Regions from separate parts of the Hordeum vulgare genome. Here region 1 is linked to region 2. Evidence: chromatin contacts called from public Hi-C data. All regions are on one chromosome and are shown on one strand. The core of a region is the stretch at or near the end of the contact, and the rest is flanking DNA. Distances in the headings are between cores, read along the strand shown.

Evidence for each region. Hi-C and Micro-C count contacts between places; a contact is called where the count stands out from the background.
Region 1: a contact with region 2 is called in a Hi-C map of seedling, with 3 times the contacts expected there. The contact joins two enhancer-like sites. A contact is called at or near these places in 3 of 6 Hi-C or Micro-C datasets (leaf and seedling).

Annotation. Positions count from the first base shown.
Region 1 is chr7H:579,997,494-580,000,739 of MorexV3_pseudomolecules_assembly, forward strand. No RefSeq gene overlaps it. Among protein-coding and RNA genes, the nearest start is that of LOC123412436, 79 kb to the left of the region's middle. Within about 2 kb of position 1,453, at least 2 of the 3 cell types and tissues checked have open chromatin away from gene starts, as enhancers often do. A contact at or near this core is called in seedling, where this site is marked.
Region 2 is chr7H:579,894,177-579,897,435 of MorexV3_pseudomolecules_assembly, forward strand. No RefSeq gene overlaps it. Among protein-coding and RNA genes, the nearest start is that of LOC123412436, 24 kb to the right of the region's middle. Within about 2 kb of position 1,990, at least 3 of the 3 cell types and tissues checked have open chromatin away from gene starts, as enhancers often do. A contact at or near this core is called in seedling, where this site is marked.

The sequences.
Region 1 (3,246 bases), core at 203-2,702, 100 kb after region 2:
ACAAATTTTATTTACTTTTATATAAGCATATTTGTTTTTAGAAGTACAACTATGCTTCTCGTGAAAGCATATATTTTTATTTTGCAAAGCAGAGCAAAAATAGAAAATTCAAAAAATCATATAAATACTAAAAACACCCATAAAATAGAAAAAGTAAATACGAAGGGTTGTACCCAGACCACAAAAATGACTTTTGCGGGCGACCCGCAATGAGCAACACTTGGTTCATTGCTCTCGCGTTGGATACACTCGCATGAATAAAAAAGCTTGGCCAGACAATTTCTCCTCGTCTGCTCGCTTCAGGGTTGATTCGCTCACTCGCTGTTCCCGTTTTGCTTTGGTTTTATCTGGTGTTCCATAGTTTCATCTTCCCATTTGTTTTGTTTTTCTTTGATTTGTTCTTTGATCGTCACACATTTTTCGTTTCTTTCAAGATATTTTAAATTTTGTTTGTTTGTTTGTTTCTTGAATTGCATTGTTTTTTCTTTCTTTGTTTGTTTTTTTCATTTTTCATTTTTTACTTGATTATCTTTTTTTGGTTTTCCTAGTTTTCCCTTTTTATTTGTAGTATGCATAAGGACTATTTTTATGTAGATGTGTAACTTTTTCAAAATACATGATTAATTTGTTTTATTATTAAAACTTATATTTTTCTATGCCTATTTTTTTGTACATGTTGTAAAAAAAATATACATCAGGAATTTTTTTGATATACGCATTTAAAAATTAGGAAATGCATGATTAACATCTTCTAAACATATATAATTAAAATTTTCCTTTAAAAGTTATATTTTGTATATACATAAAATTATTTTATATATGCATGTTTAAAATTACAAGGTACATGATTAACATTTTTGCAAATGCATATTTTTATGTCAACTTTTTTCATGTACAATGAACATTTTGTGTTCCTTCAGAAATATATTTTTATACACATTTTACATGTTCCAAATGCATGATTAATACTTTTGAGAACTTTTTTTGTATGTCTATGTTCTTCATACATATTGTTCGTTTTTCGTACACATATAAAACATATTTTCTATACACATTTAATATTTTCCAAATACATGATTTACATTTTTTTAAACTATATTTTTACGTCTATTTTTCCCTATGCATCGCACATTTCTCGTATACATCTTCTGTATACATGTGAAACATTTTTTACACATATCTAACATCTTTCAAATGCAAGATTAACATTTTCAAGTGCTTTATGTAAAGATTTTTCGTAATGTTGATACTTGGAAGTATATAACAAAGTACTCCCATGCACAGGTACATGATATTTATATATATTTGGAAGTAAGATAAAACGAAACGAAATGAAAGAAGAAACCGTGAAAAAATACAGAGAAAAATGAGCATTTGTCCTCTGATGCGTTGGGTAGGCTTATTCTTGCAGGCTTCACGCGAACGCTTGTAAAGCCTTGCGCTAAGCGAGGTATGGGCCGTCCCCGCATAGTCTCGCGCTCGGGTGAGGAGATAGCGACTGCAGATTTGCGAGCTCCCTCGGATTTCTTGAGAGCAAAAAGGTCGTGCTACAAATCATTCGGCTGATTACATATGAGGATCAACCGCCTTGCTAGCCGTTTGATTAAGACGAGCATTACCGTCAGATGGAAACATCAATCGTTATTTTCCTTTCATGTCTCAGAGCCATACACTTCTTTGCATTTTCATGACGTGCTCACGTAAGCCAGCCCTGCTCGCCACGAGTTGCATTCCATGCAACTAGTCGCCAACGGAGCACCCCCGTGGCCTTGCATGCTGCAGCACAACAACTTTCACATCGTCAGTTGGCAGAACTGTCCTTCCATCAACACTCGAGGCATGGCGACTTCCAGCCACGCCCGCCCTCGGCCTGTATTGGCATGCAGAAGCGTGCAACTTTGAAGTAAAATGACAACCACTGCTGTAGCGATACGAGCTGCTTCAAAGATCAGTGAGGGAGTGGCTGTTGCTATGAGGGTTGTCGCACTGTAAGTCAAAACGACAATGTTGTGAGGGTGGTCTGGCTGCTACGGAGTCACTGCGAGACCGTGGGGCAATGCTGCGACACTGAACGGTGGTCTTTGCGACACCCAGCTGCTTCAACAGCTGCGGCGAGCTCATGGCCTCGATGATGGCGCAATGACACGCTTTGAACGTCTGTGGTGTGCTTTGATGGCCGCGGCATGCTATGGCATCCTTGCTGCTTCGAGAATGTTGCGACGACCCAAAGATGGAGCGACGACATGCTTCAAATGCCTGCGGTGTGCTTCGTTGGCCACGGCATGCGACAACATAATGGCGGCTTTGAGGATGTTGCGACGACATGCTTCGACGGCCCCGGTGATGCTATGAGGCGTGTTGCGACGATTGTGGCTTTGCACAACAACATGCTTCGAACACGGCGTTTGCTCGATAACATGCTTCGGACACCCGTGGTGTACTTTGATAGCTACGACTATGAGCTGCGAGTACAAAATCAAATCAAACACCCATGATCAACGTTGAGAAGATGGTGTGCTACGTGGCAATAACACTGCATGTGGAGTATATTGCTGTAAAAAAGATAGTAAAAAAAAAGTCATTGGACGCTACTACAGGTCACAAACTTAGAAAGGTAGGCTGCCTTCGCGAGAAGGGGACACAAACGTGTTTCACGCCACACGATCATATAGGATCACAGGGCAACGGACACGGCTTACGAAAGCAACAAAGCATCCGACTATCTCAAAACGTTTCCTATTTTTACAAGCCCGTACTAGGGATTAGCCGGATGATGATTGCATTTTTTTTCAACCGCCTCCAAGCCGTGCAATTGAACCTAGTCAATGGTCAGAATTTTGCGTCGTCTGGGAGCGTTAAAACATTCGTATCGCTTGGGGTGTTTTCGGGTATCGTTTGGGGTGTTTTCGGCTATACGGAAACCCATTTTCACATACACATGTACATAGGCATACACAATGAGATCATCCAAGAGGCATCAAAGCTACCATAAGAGGATCATGCCACTCAGACTCCATTAGCGTACGCGACAGTCTCATTACTAATGTCAAAAGTTAACTCCGGCTAGCTTTAGGAGTGGTCGTCCCTTTGTAGCGCCATGTTTCTCAGTTTGCAACAACTACGGTGGGTGTAACAATGGCATGTGTCTCAGCTTGCAGTAGAAATGGTCAACCCTTGAGACGCCGCAGGTTGGCGTCATGTTTGCAGCAATGATGTTTGTCCCTTTTTAGCGTTGTGCTTCAAGGA
Region 2 (3,259 bases), core at 740-3,239:
GCGCGCTAGGCATTAGTATGGCCCGCCCCATTTTCCATTTTGTTTCTTTTCCTTTTTTGCTTTTTATTTTTCTTTTAGTTTTTCTATTTTTTCCTTTCTATGTCCCTTTTTCTTTTATTATTTTTCTTCTTTAACTTTCTCTTTTTTGTGATTTTATTTTCAAATTAGTGAACACTTTTTTGTTCATCAAATCCTAACAATGTACATCAAATTCAGAAACACAATCATCAGGTTCAAAAAATTATCATCAAAATCCAAAAATTGTTCATCAAGTTAAAAATATATTAATCAACTTCTAATTTTTTTCATAAATTTAAAAAATATTCATCGGAATAAAAAAAATTATCATTTGTCAAAACAATGTATTTGAATAAAAAATTACCCATCAAGTTAAAAAAGTGTTCATCGTATTCAAAATTTGTTCATGATATTCAAAATGTCCATCACTATTAAAAAGGGCTCTAAAATTGTTCATCAAAATAAAAAAGTTTTCACTAAATACAAAAAATGGTCATTCTTTTGAAATCATGAACATTTTTTGAACTCAGTGACTATTTTTGACAATTCACAATTCACACTTTCTGGAAACTCCCGAATAATTTTAACATAGAATAAAACAATAACCGAAAATAAAAAGAAAAGGTGTAATTGAAAAAAAAAGGGGGCGTCCAGCCCCACAAATGGGTCGGCCTTGCACGACCCCTGTCGCACATTGGCCATATAAGAGGTCCCGTGAATGTGAATTACTTGTAATAGCATCTTCAAAAGATTTTCATGCATTCAAAAATGTATTCGCAATACAAAAATGTTTCTGATTTCCAAACATGTTCATGATTTCTGAAAATATTCAAGAATTCAAAAAATGTTTGCGCTTTCACCATTTGTTTGTGGATATGACCATTTCAATATTATTTCAAGAAATAGAAAAGGCCTCCAGATTTTAAAAAACTTTTGGATATTTGAAATACATGGGACGGATTGAATAATAATAATAATAATAATAATAATAATAATAATAATAATAATAATAATAATAATGAAACTAAAAAGGTCAACCAGAAAAATGTAATACCTAGATAGCTACTACAAGTCCATTGTTCTCGCTGGGCGATTCTCTACGGAGGAAATCCTGAAAGGAAAAATGAGCCACTGTGGAAACTGTATGGTCTACGCCTCCTGCTGCTGCTCCATGGTCGACCCCGACAGCTGGTTTGATGGCGTTGTCTGTCAATGACTCCTTCCTGAAAGATGATGGAACGACGTCGGCGAGCATGATTATCAGAAACGAGAAAGAGAAAATGCCGTTGGCAGCCTATCGCTATCTCTTTCATTGCAACGATCCACTCGAAGCCGAATTGCATGCGATCATGATGGGCATGGCCCTTGCCATTCAACACTTCGCCTCTCCAGTGGTGCTGCAATCGGATTCTTATGAAGCCTCTCCAGTCTTACCAATGATGCACTTCTCCGCTCGTCCTATGGTCATCTAGTGCTAGAGATCAAGGCTCTTCTTCGTGATAGGGAGTTTTATCCCCTGAAATTCATCGTACTTAAAATAGAGTTTTCGATCGATTGGCTAAATATAGCCGCTCTGAACGTGCCACGTCTGTGTGGCTGGGTTCAGTTCCTCCATATATTGAGGACTTGTGGCCTCTCGACTGTAACTCTGTTTCATGAAATGAAACTCCCTTTACCCCGTAAAAGGAAAAAATGTAATACATTGAAGAAAAAACCCACAAGAAATAAAAAAAATCTTTCCAAAATCACTAAAGTGTGAATTACCAAAGTTTGTGGAATTTCCAAAACCGTTAAAGTGGGACACAACTGGTGGCATAAACGATAAAACCCCTTCTAAACAAACAATCGATCGAGCCACACTGGTCAAACGAGTAAGACGCCACCACGTTGCCAAATGCGTAGGATTCCTCGATTCCAGTCAGGGAGTCCGATCAGTCAAAACTAGAAAAATGCCGAGTTAGGCTAGCGTCAACGTTGGCGCCATGAGTACAAATGGAAATGCCAAAGCCTTCGCTGTTCCTACATGCAGACCAGACAGTGAAGTGAAGGAGCGCGAGTTCCTCGTGACTTGGACGCCTCGGACAGTGAGTGTGAGTTCGTGCTCACCGCTCACGCAAGTTGACCATATTTTAGCATCCAATGCTTACACCATGATTCATGTACTGTAGTTTTGTTATCCCGGTGCGTTGACGCATCCGGCTGATTGGCTAGTGGACACGGGTAAGTTCAGGCTTCCCAGATTGCAACAGTCGACGAGTCAAAAATTTCTAGAGCGGACGGAGAGGACAGTGGTGGCTAGATCGCACCCAAAAGTTGAGGCCCTCTTTGGCAGTGGCAGAGAACACCGTTCTTTCTTTCCCCTGTCTTTTGTTTGATCCGTTCATACGCAGTTATGCTACTGTATATGCCAGCAGCCGCTCGCATCAACAGGTGGCTCCCGGTCGAGAGCATTGAACGGGACAACGACACTGCCTGCAGTGATGGAGCCCTGCCACTGCGTCGTACGTCGATGGGTAAATTCGTAGTGGGAGCGAGAGCCCAGATATGGCAATGGCATCAGCCGGTTTGGTCGGCGACGACCATGCTCCAGCTCCACCAATTCATTGCGACCGTTCCAAGTGCCAGCTCCGAACAAGATTCTCCCTACCCTCTACCTGCCATCCATCCTGGGATCAATGCGAACCAGCGACGCACTGCCCGTCTTTCGGTGTGCTCTTTCCGGTCGGGCGAGAAAGTTTCTTTATTTTCGTTTTCTGAGCTTTTCAAGTCCCCTTTTCAACTCTTGTGTATTTGATGGTTTCGGTTCATGCTTCATCACCGCAGGAGACGTGAAAAAACGACATCCCAAAGAGAGACAATAATATAAACTAAGTAAAACGTCGAAAATCACCCCGTGGATCGCTGGCTGGTGCCGCCCTCTTCTCTGCACGCACGTGCCTCATGGCCGCCATCATAATTTTTTACAAGTAGCCCATTGTTGCAATCGCTTGTCACAACAACACCTCTCTTGCAGGATTTTGATCTTTGAGACAAGTTCCTGCTCATGCTCCTTCCTGTTAAAAAGGAGAGAGATATTGATGTAATAATTGTTATATTGTTTAAGCCTCGTGTGCATATATATGGAAGTACAATGATTAACTTGAAATACACGACAATGTAGAACAAATCCTAGTCTATTTCATATTTTCTAATAATCAATATACTCAACACCTCCCCACAGTCATAACGGTAGCGATGCGGA